Regions from separate parts of the Hordeum vulgare genome. Here region 2 is linked to region 1. The links are chromatin contacts, called in public Hi-C maps. All regions are on one chromosome and are shown on one strand. Each heading gives the region's core, a stretch centred on a gene start, on an enhancer-like site or on the middle of the called end of the contact. The rest is flanking DNA. Distances are from core to core; before and after follow the strand shown.

The links. Hi-C and Micro-C count contacts between places; a contact is called where the count stands out from the background.
Region 2: a contact with region 1 is called in a Hi-C map of leaf, with 2.4 times the contacts expected there. The contact joins the promoter of LOC123426551 here to the promoter of LOC123427969 in region 1. A contact is called at or near these places in 4 of 6 Hi-C or Micro-C datasets (leaf and seedling) and 1 of 1 datasets of contacts at active chromatin or transcription factors (embryo).

The regions. Positions count from the first base shown.
Region 1 is chr2H:434,896,830-434,901,415 of MorexV3_pseudomolecules_assembly, reverse strand. LOC123427969 reads left to right here and starts at 1,292. Exons shown (of 11, transcript XM_045112115.1): 1 at 1,292-1,488; 2 at 1,996-2,557; 3 at 2,637-2,773; 4 at 3,267-3,340; 5 at 3,431-3,541; 6 at 3,631-3,761; 7 at 3,854-3,891; 8 at 4,004-4,141. The coding sequence starts at 1,292. The coding sequence ends at 4,025. It overlaps LOC123426549 (2-oxoglutarate dehydrogenase, mitochondrial-like), which reads right to left and starts at 1,571. Exons shown (of 9, transcript XM_045110408.1): 1 at 1,331-1,571; 2 at 1-1,243. The coding sequence starts at 1,196.
Region 2 is chr2H:435,117,131-435,121,140 of MorexV3_pseudomolecules_assembly, reverse strand. It overlaps LOC123426551 (heavy metal-associated isoprenylated plant protein 7), which reads right to left and starts at 1,801. Exons shown (of 5, transcript XM_045110410.1): 1 at 1,660-1,801; 2 at 1,299-1,554; 3 at 234-448; 4 at 44-131. The coding sequence starts at 1,668.

The DNA.
Region 1 (4,586 bases), core at 43-2,542:
GAGAAGCTTCCATCACCATGCAACAGCACCCCAAGATTCTTGGTCCTGTCAAGATCATTAGAATAGTACTGCTTTGCTCTGGTCTTCCCGGCAACAACAGGATCGACTGCTTCCAAATGACTTGGATTTGCAACCAATGATAGATGGATATGTTTCCCACCTCTGGTAGGCCTATCATATGAAGTTCCTAGATGGTACTTGACATCGCCTGTCCCTGTATACAAACCCTCCCCCTCGTTGACAGGCTTGGTACCACCACTAAACTCACTGAAGATCTGTCGCAAGGGCTTACGTACGACGTTTCCCAAGACATTGAGCCTGCCTCTGTGTGGCATCCCAATGACAATACTCTCTACACCAAGATCAGCTGCCCTGTCAAACATCTCCTTCATACCAGGAATCAGTGTCTCGGCACCTTCGAGGCCGAATCGCTTTGCAGTGGTCCACTTCTGTGCCAAGAAATTCTCAAACTGGGTACTCCAGATGAGCCTATCGAGCATGACCTGCCGACGATCATAGGTGTACTCCCTTGGGTTAACTGTCTCGATCCTATCCCTCAGCCAGTTGCACTTTTCGCGGTCAGGTATGTGCATGTACTCGTAACCAATGGTGCCACAGTAGGCCTGCTCCAGACGCGCCAACACGGAACGAAGTGTCTGCACAGGCCGATTCTCTGACAAGAACCCAGCCATCCTCCACACCCCGAGGAAGAACTCCCGATCCAAATCAGACTCAGAGAAGCCGTAGAACGCCGGGTCCAGGACATCCGGAACCGGCCGCTGCTCCAGCCCAAGAGGGTCGAGCTTGGCCTTCATGTGGCCGCTCACCTGGTACGCGCGCACGAGCAGCAGCAGCCTCATGCTCTCCTGGATCGTCTGCCCGGATATGCCGGGCGACGTGGCGGCCTGCCCGACAAAGTTCCGGAAGAAGTTGTCCCAGGACTCGTCGACGGAGGTCGGGTCCGCCTCCCACGCCCGCTGCAGCTCCTCGAGGTACACGCTGCTGGTCCCATCGAGGAAGCTGTCTGTGAGGCGCGAGAGCGGCACGGCGCGGGGCTCAGGCGCCGCGTACCGCCGGGGGAGCGTCGAGTGGAAGTACCGCGGCGCGGGGCCGGCGAACGGGCTCGCCGGAGCGCGCGACAGGCTCCTCCGCAGCGCCACCCGGGCTAAACCCGACGCGGCCCGGAACAGCCCCATTTTCAGATCGAATTCCCTCTCCCGACGCCAAATCTAGCCGCGGAAAACTGGACGTATCGATCGAAGAGAAACAGAGAATTAGATCAGGAGAAAAGATGGGAGCAAATCCAAACAAGTTAGGGTTCGTCACCTACAAGAGAAATCGTCCCGATCTTCGGTGGAAGAATGCCTGGAGCGGGTTCCACCCACGACGCCGCCGCGAGGGGAAGAGGAGAAAGATGGACGCGGATAAATGGGACGATGGGGATATATTCGATATTTTCTGGGATGTTTTCGCGAACAAGGCGTTGATGTTTAGAGAAAATACTATTTTGGGTCCTTGTTTGCGATTAGGCGGGGTTCCGTGCTAGTTGCTCTTCTGCACTTCAGATTGCATTTCGCACTCCTAGAAACGAGGATTCTCATATTTATGTACTACCACTAGGGCAAATTCAACTATAAATTTAAACTATTTAATTATGTTATCAACAAACTGTTTATGCTGTTAATGAAATTGCTAACGAGCCAAAACTAAATCGCTAATCTCTACTAATAAAAGCACGAAGAGGAAGATCCAACTCATCATCTCAGCCGTCTAATCACTTAATCAAGGGTCTAGATAGGTCATTAACGAAAGTATGCAGTTTTCGTTAGCGCTAAACAATCCCACGTCTCGCGAGAGGAATCAATCCTAGCGGTTTCATCTCTATCTCTACTAATAAAAGCACGAAGAGGAAGATCCAACTCATCATCTCAACCGTCTAATCACTTAATCAAGGGTCTAGATAGGTCATTAACGAAAGTATGCAGTTTTCGTTAGCGCTAAACAATCCCACGTCTCGCGAGAGGAATCAATCCTAGCGGTTTCAAAAGAAAAAAAGAACGAGGATCCTGGCTCGCACTCGACCGCCTCCTCCGCTCCCTCCTCCCCCGCTCGCACTCGGACCATACGCCGCGCCTGCTCCCCCGCTCGCCGCGCCTCCTCCCCCCGCTCGCTGCGCCGCGCCTCCTCCCGCCGCTCGTCTCGAACCCTCCCCCCACCACCGCGCCTCCTCCCGCCGCTCGCCGCGAACCCTCCCCCCGCCACCGCGCCTCCTCCCGCCGCTCGCCGCGAACCCTCCCCCCGCCACCGCGCCTCCTCCCGCCGCCCGCCGCGAACCCTCCCCGCGCCTCCTCCCGCCGCTCGCCGCGAACCCTCCCCCGTCACCGCGCCTCCTCCCGCCGCTCGCCGAAGTCTTGATTGTGACATACAGCCTGCGCCTCATACGAACGTAGCAACTGTATACCGCTGTTTCAGTTCTGGGTTTTTGACAGCCACAAGCGGGCTAAATCTTTCCTCTGCAACCAGTGAGATAATCGTAAGCACGTGCCGGATCCACAAGGTGAGCTGCTTTTGTACAGTTTCAGGCATTATGAATTACATGCATTTTCTATGTAACTTCATTGTCACTTCTGTGCTAGGCGGGGATTGGAGGCCCCCTTGTTGATTTTGATGGCAACTTTGTCGGGATGAACTCCTCTCGTACCAAAATGGAGAAGACCGCCTACGTGCGAAGGGAGGGAATTTTCCGATTCTTGTTGTTTCACAGGAAGGTCAGGTATGTACACTTTCAGTATTGATGAACTGCAATTCCCTCTTTGGTGTTTACTCATGCTTCTCTCTTACTGTATCCTATTCTACATATCCCTTCAATTTTTATTTGAGTTTGTATGCAAGGTATATCATTCTCAAAGCCAAACAGCAGGTTCCAAGGTTTACGAATTTATATCCCCAAAACTGTCCCATTAGCTATTTTTCTACTCATGTGTTTCTTTTCTTAAATTGTTTAGATCTGCACTGTACTAGATTAAGGTTGTTATTTCAATGCCGGCGCTAATACATATTTCTGCTAGACTTGAACATACATTTAACAAGATGACCCATGTGGAAATTATTTAAGATTTTCTTAAATTTCTCTGCTGTGAAATATCTGTAACTATTTGGCTCCCTTGTTCTGTTCCCTTGTTTAATACTTGCTCATTTTGTGTATGTGGTTGTGATATGTTGCCTTTGTGGATTTATCTCTTTGAGTATTCTGCGTTGCGCTGCAGTGTTAGAGTTAAGGAAGGGGCTGATGATGCTTCAAGGGCCAGAATGAACAGTGAGATGAAAGCAATTAGGCCAAGTGAGTCCATTTCTGCTTCCTTTTTCCTGACTATTCATAGTAGAACGTTTTATTAACTGTATCACACATGATTCTGTTTCAATTAACCAGGTTTGAGTGCTAAGTCCGTAGGGACATTGAGTAAATCCAGAAAAGGTGCCTTGAGTAAGCAAGTAATTTCCAGATTAAGCATGAGCGTTGTGGCGCTGACCTCATTCGATGGTTGGTGATTACATTCTTAATAATTTCTCATATTAACTTGTTTTAAGATCAGCTATTCAGTTTGCACGTATGACTCTCTCCCTCTCCAGGTGATACCAAATTACGTGAATGCACAGGCTCATGCATCGAAAGCTCATGTCCTGATGCCACGTGTTTCCTGACATCGAAAAATTTGATTCCGTATACTTACCCTAGAAGGAAGATCGCCGAAAGTTTGGCGGTAAGCTTTTCTGAATTATTAATTATGCAAAATTTATATGCTGCACCTGTAATGATTAATTCAGTACAGCCATTTCCCTGTGCTCATTTCAGATTAAAGTACGCCTTCCTGATGATCAGATTGTCACTGGGTGGGTAGAGAATCCTGAGCTATATGTTCATTTTTTCATCGTCAAAATCAAGAATGTTGATGTTATTAATCCCACCCATCTACATCATCTAAGTCTTGATCGTGCCACGCAGTTTGAGCCTTATAGGAAGGTAGCAGCTGTATGGCGCTATTATGATTCAGGAGAATTAAAGACCACAAGTGGAGTAGATCTTGCCTCTGTATTCGCTCAAACCGATGAGAAGATTTTAAGCACATGCCGAATCCATGAGGTGAGCTAGCTGCTTTAGTTTGTACGGTTCAAATAAATAACTGTTTGATGGTATGAATGGCTATATATTCTATCATTTAATGCGCTGATGCATATCCTTAGTTTCAGGAATTATGAATTGCATTTTTCATGCCTCCATCCTCATGTTTGTGGTAGGTGGGGGTTGGAGGTCCCCTTGTTGATTTTGATGGCAACGTCTTGCTTCAGAAATGTTCTCTGCCCAACCCAAAATATGAATTCGTATGTGCTGATAATTTGGAGGTTCATCAATGGTGAAAAATTGCTGGCATTGGACAGTGTCTCTCCTGTTTGGGCCATTGGGAATGGGTGTCCTGCTTGGTGAAAGTCGTCTACGCAGAGGCTGATTTCATCTTCTGAATGTGATTTTTTGCTTAAATTTGACCCCTACAATTCTCCCTCCCGCAACTCAAGCCTTGTGAACGTTC
Region 2 (4,010 bases), core at 552-3,051, 220 kb before region 1:
AATGAAAAAAGGACAAGCAATCCCACAGCAGCCCATTACGCACCTTTCATCTTTTCGATCCTCTTCTTTATGACCTGCGCGCAGGCCTCGCAGTGCATGTGCACCTTCAGCACCACAGAGATCACCGGTGGCTTCAAAACGAAACATCATCCAGTCAGTTTTGCCAAATCTGAAATGAAACGAAAATTACCATACAGACTACTGCATTGCGTGCATTTGTTAAGGTCCTTCACCTCCTTCTTCTCTTCAGGTTTCGGCGGCTCAGGCTCCTCCTTCTTCTCCTCTTCCTTTTTCTCCTCCGGCGGCGGCGGTAACGGCGAGAGGAGCTCCACCTTGCGGCCTGTCTTCTTCTGAACACGCTCGACCACCTTCATCGGGTCGGCAGCCGCCTTCTTTCCTTTCACAACCACCTTGTGTGCCTTAGAGTCGGCAATGACGTCCTCTACTCCTGAATCCGCACAAAAAGGTTTTCAGATGTGGTACTAGGTAGAACAGAGAAAATGAATCTTTGAGCCAAAGAATCTTAATTTTTCCCTTGATAGCAACAACTAGTAGTGCATGGAGAATATGCAGAGGTGCTTGGAACATTTTGAGCAGTATTTGGAGATGATTGAGGAATCAGCTTAACTTTTGAGGACATGTGGCCTCAAGGGCATTGTATACTCAAGGCTGTCATTCTCTTGGAATGTACTCCAACCTTTTGGAGTGAAAAGTCATCCCCCTCACAATTAATCAACCACTAGATTCATGTGCGGCTGATGAGAAAGGAGGAGGATCCTATTAATTAGGTGAATCTGATTATTAAAAAGCTTAGCCCACCTATTGACCTAATCCTTACAATATCACTTAATTGGACATCAGAACAGCACAGAGAAAAACACAAAATCTGGACCTTTTTGAAAAAAAATAAGGAGACAAGGAGAAATAGTAAACAAAATTAGAGCAAACCAACCACATCATCATGTCTCCTAAATCTGATGACCAAAGCTTCCTTCCCATAACCGCAAGGATGACACAAGTTGACCACTAACTATGATGATTCGTGAATCAAGATACACTAAGCACGCACTCCCTAATAAGATCAGTAACAAAAAAAAAGTGCTGAACGAACTTGATAAAACTGTCCCTGTGCTAAGGAAATCAAACCCACGTGACAGCAAGCATACTAGTTCAAAAAACGAAAAGATCTTTTTTTCTCAAACGAAGACGAAAAGATTTACTCTGACGGCGAATCCTGATGCAGCAAAGCGGAGGAAACTACGGGGCAGGGATTAATTAGATTAGATGAGGCGCATTACCATCGAATCTCTTGAGGATTTTCTTGACCTTCCTGGCGCAGCCCTCGCAGTGCATGTAGACCCGCATCACGACCTCCTCCGGCGGCGGCGGCGGCGGCGGGGGCGCCGCCTCCTCCTCCTTGGGCTTCTCCCCCTCCCCTTCCCCCTCCTTGGGCTTGTCGTCCTTGGGCTTGTCCTCCTCTCCCTCCTTGGGCTTCTCCTCCTTCTTCGGCTCCTCCTCCTTGGGCTTCTCCTCCTCCTTGGGCTTCTTCTCCTCCTGCGTGCGAAAACACCACAACACGACGGCGTCAGTCAGTCAAGATTCAGTCCGCCTCACCGCCGCCGCCGAGGAATGCAGCACCAAGCAGGCGTCCTTGCTTACCTCGCCCATGGCGTCCGTCCCTCCTCTGTCCCGCTCCCGCGGCCCTGCTTCCTGGTGGCGTTGGGTGGTGGTGGTGGCTCTGTGCCGCTCCCTGTGGGTGTGTCGCTCGCTACAAGACTAGCAGTGTGGGGGTGGAGGGGGTGGCCTCACTCACTCGCCTTAAGTAGCGGGTGGGCACCGCAAGGGAGTGGGCTGCGATGCGAGATCCGCATGGAAATGATTTGGCATCTCTATCTCCGGGATTTCTTTTTTCTTCTCGTTTTGGTGCTGCTCCCTTCCTTTTTCTCGCTCACTCTATCTCTGCTTTTTTTTTCGGTGCAAACAAAAGAAAAACGTGCTTTGTATTTGGGTGCCAGGAAGTATACGAACGTTCCAGTACACCCGGTGACGTGTCATACCAGCGGCGCCCTTGGGCTCATGAATGAATGAATTACGGACGGTTAAGATCTGGAGTACCAGAAAGATTGTGATTTCTTTTCTTTGATGATGGAACCTCATTTTACACTGTCCTGCCTCAAGGTTAGTGCAGCATCCATGCATCGAATGCCACAAAACTAGAGGCAAGGAGCCTACCTTGCACGGTTTCAAGACCTCGCCTCGTGTGGCCGTGCGCCCCTCTCAAAGCGGCTTTCCTTTCCTTTTTTTTTCTTTTTTTTCTTTGGGATGCTGGGTTAAGGACTAACTAACTACTCCCTCCATTCCTAAATAGTATAAATCTTTTAAGAGATTTTATTAGGAGTCTACATACAGAGAAAAAAGTGAATCTACACTTTAAATTATGTCTATATACATCCGTATGTAGTCTATTAGTGGAATCTTTAGAAAAACTTATATTTAGGAACGGATGGAGTATTACTTTCGTCCTAAAATTATTGTCTTAGGTTTGCTTAGAAAAGGATGTATCTAAATACTAAAAAGTGACTAGATACATTCATATCTAGACAAATGTAAGACAAGAATTTTGGGACGGATGGAGTATAAATTAGCAAAAGGTTTGCAAAGAACAAAAATCTACGAAATCATAATGGTTTTATTTCAGTTATTAATTGGCATTAAGAACCATTTATTTCTCTCCCAAAAAAAGAACCATTTATTTCTCCCAGCTCATAGACAGAAGAGCATTATTCGTCCATGGGCAAATACTTGTCACCTGACTTAGAGGTTTGAACCGCACTATTGTTTCCCAAAATCAAAAAAAGTTTATTCTCAAGAAAACAAGACCCACGACAGTTTTCAATTTTTTTAGTTACTCTCGGCAATCAGAACTATTTATTTTCCCAACTAAAAGAAAAGGAGAGCATGGCTTGTGCCTGCACAAACACTTGTCACCTGACTTGAAGCTTTGGACTATAGTTTTCTTTTATTGCTGCTTTTCTTCTCCTTTTGTCACCGGTATTAGCGTGGCAACAAAATGTTGTTATAGTCTTTTCGTAAAAGGAAGAAATACATAGGTTAAAGAATACAAGGAAGGGTTTCTTTTACGACCAAGAAACTTGTGAGGCTTCCTAGAACAACTTTTCTAGAAGAAATACGCAAACACGGCAATCAAAACTATTTATTTTTCCAATTCAGAGAAAAGGAGAGCATGGCTCGTGCCTGCACAAACACTTGTCACCTGACTTGGAGCTTTGGACCATAGTTTTCTTTTATTGCTGCTTTTCTTCTCCTTTTGTCACCGGTATTACCATCGCAACAAAATGTTGTTAGAGTCTTTTCATAAAAAGGAGAAATACATATATTAAAGAGTACAAGGAAGGGTTTCTTTTATGACCAAGAAACTTGTGAGGCTTCCTAGAACAACTTTTCTAGAAGAAATACGCAAACAAGTAGGGTTGCTATGGATGACGTGTATTTTCACACAATGGCAATGAGATCCTACCTCATCGAAAGGTTGATCCTTTTCAAGTTATTCATAGTGGAAACATTTCATGTTTTGATGTGAGTGAATGTGTTTCTGTTGGTACGAATAAATTCATAGCGGCATGTTAGCGGGAGTTCAAGAGTAACTTCGAAGGTATTCTATGCTCCTCCCGTAAATCGGATTAATCATAGTAAATTAATTTTCCAATCCTTTTCCACTTGCTACTCCATTATTTTGTTAGCTCAAGGGCGTGTATGTGTGCATGCACAAACACTTGTCAGATGACTTTGAGGTTTGGAGAGCATCCTTTTTTACCCCTGCTTTTCTTATTCTTTTGTTACTGGTATTAGCATGCAACAAAAAGATAATAAAATCTTCCATGAAAAGAAGAAATGTATATTGAAGAGTATAAATAAGGGTTTTCTTTTGTGATTAGGAAACTTGTGGGGCTTCCTAAGACAACAACAACTAGTAGAAATACACTTTCCAA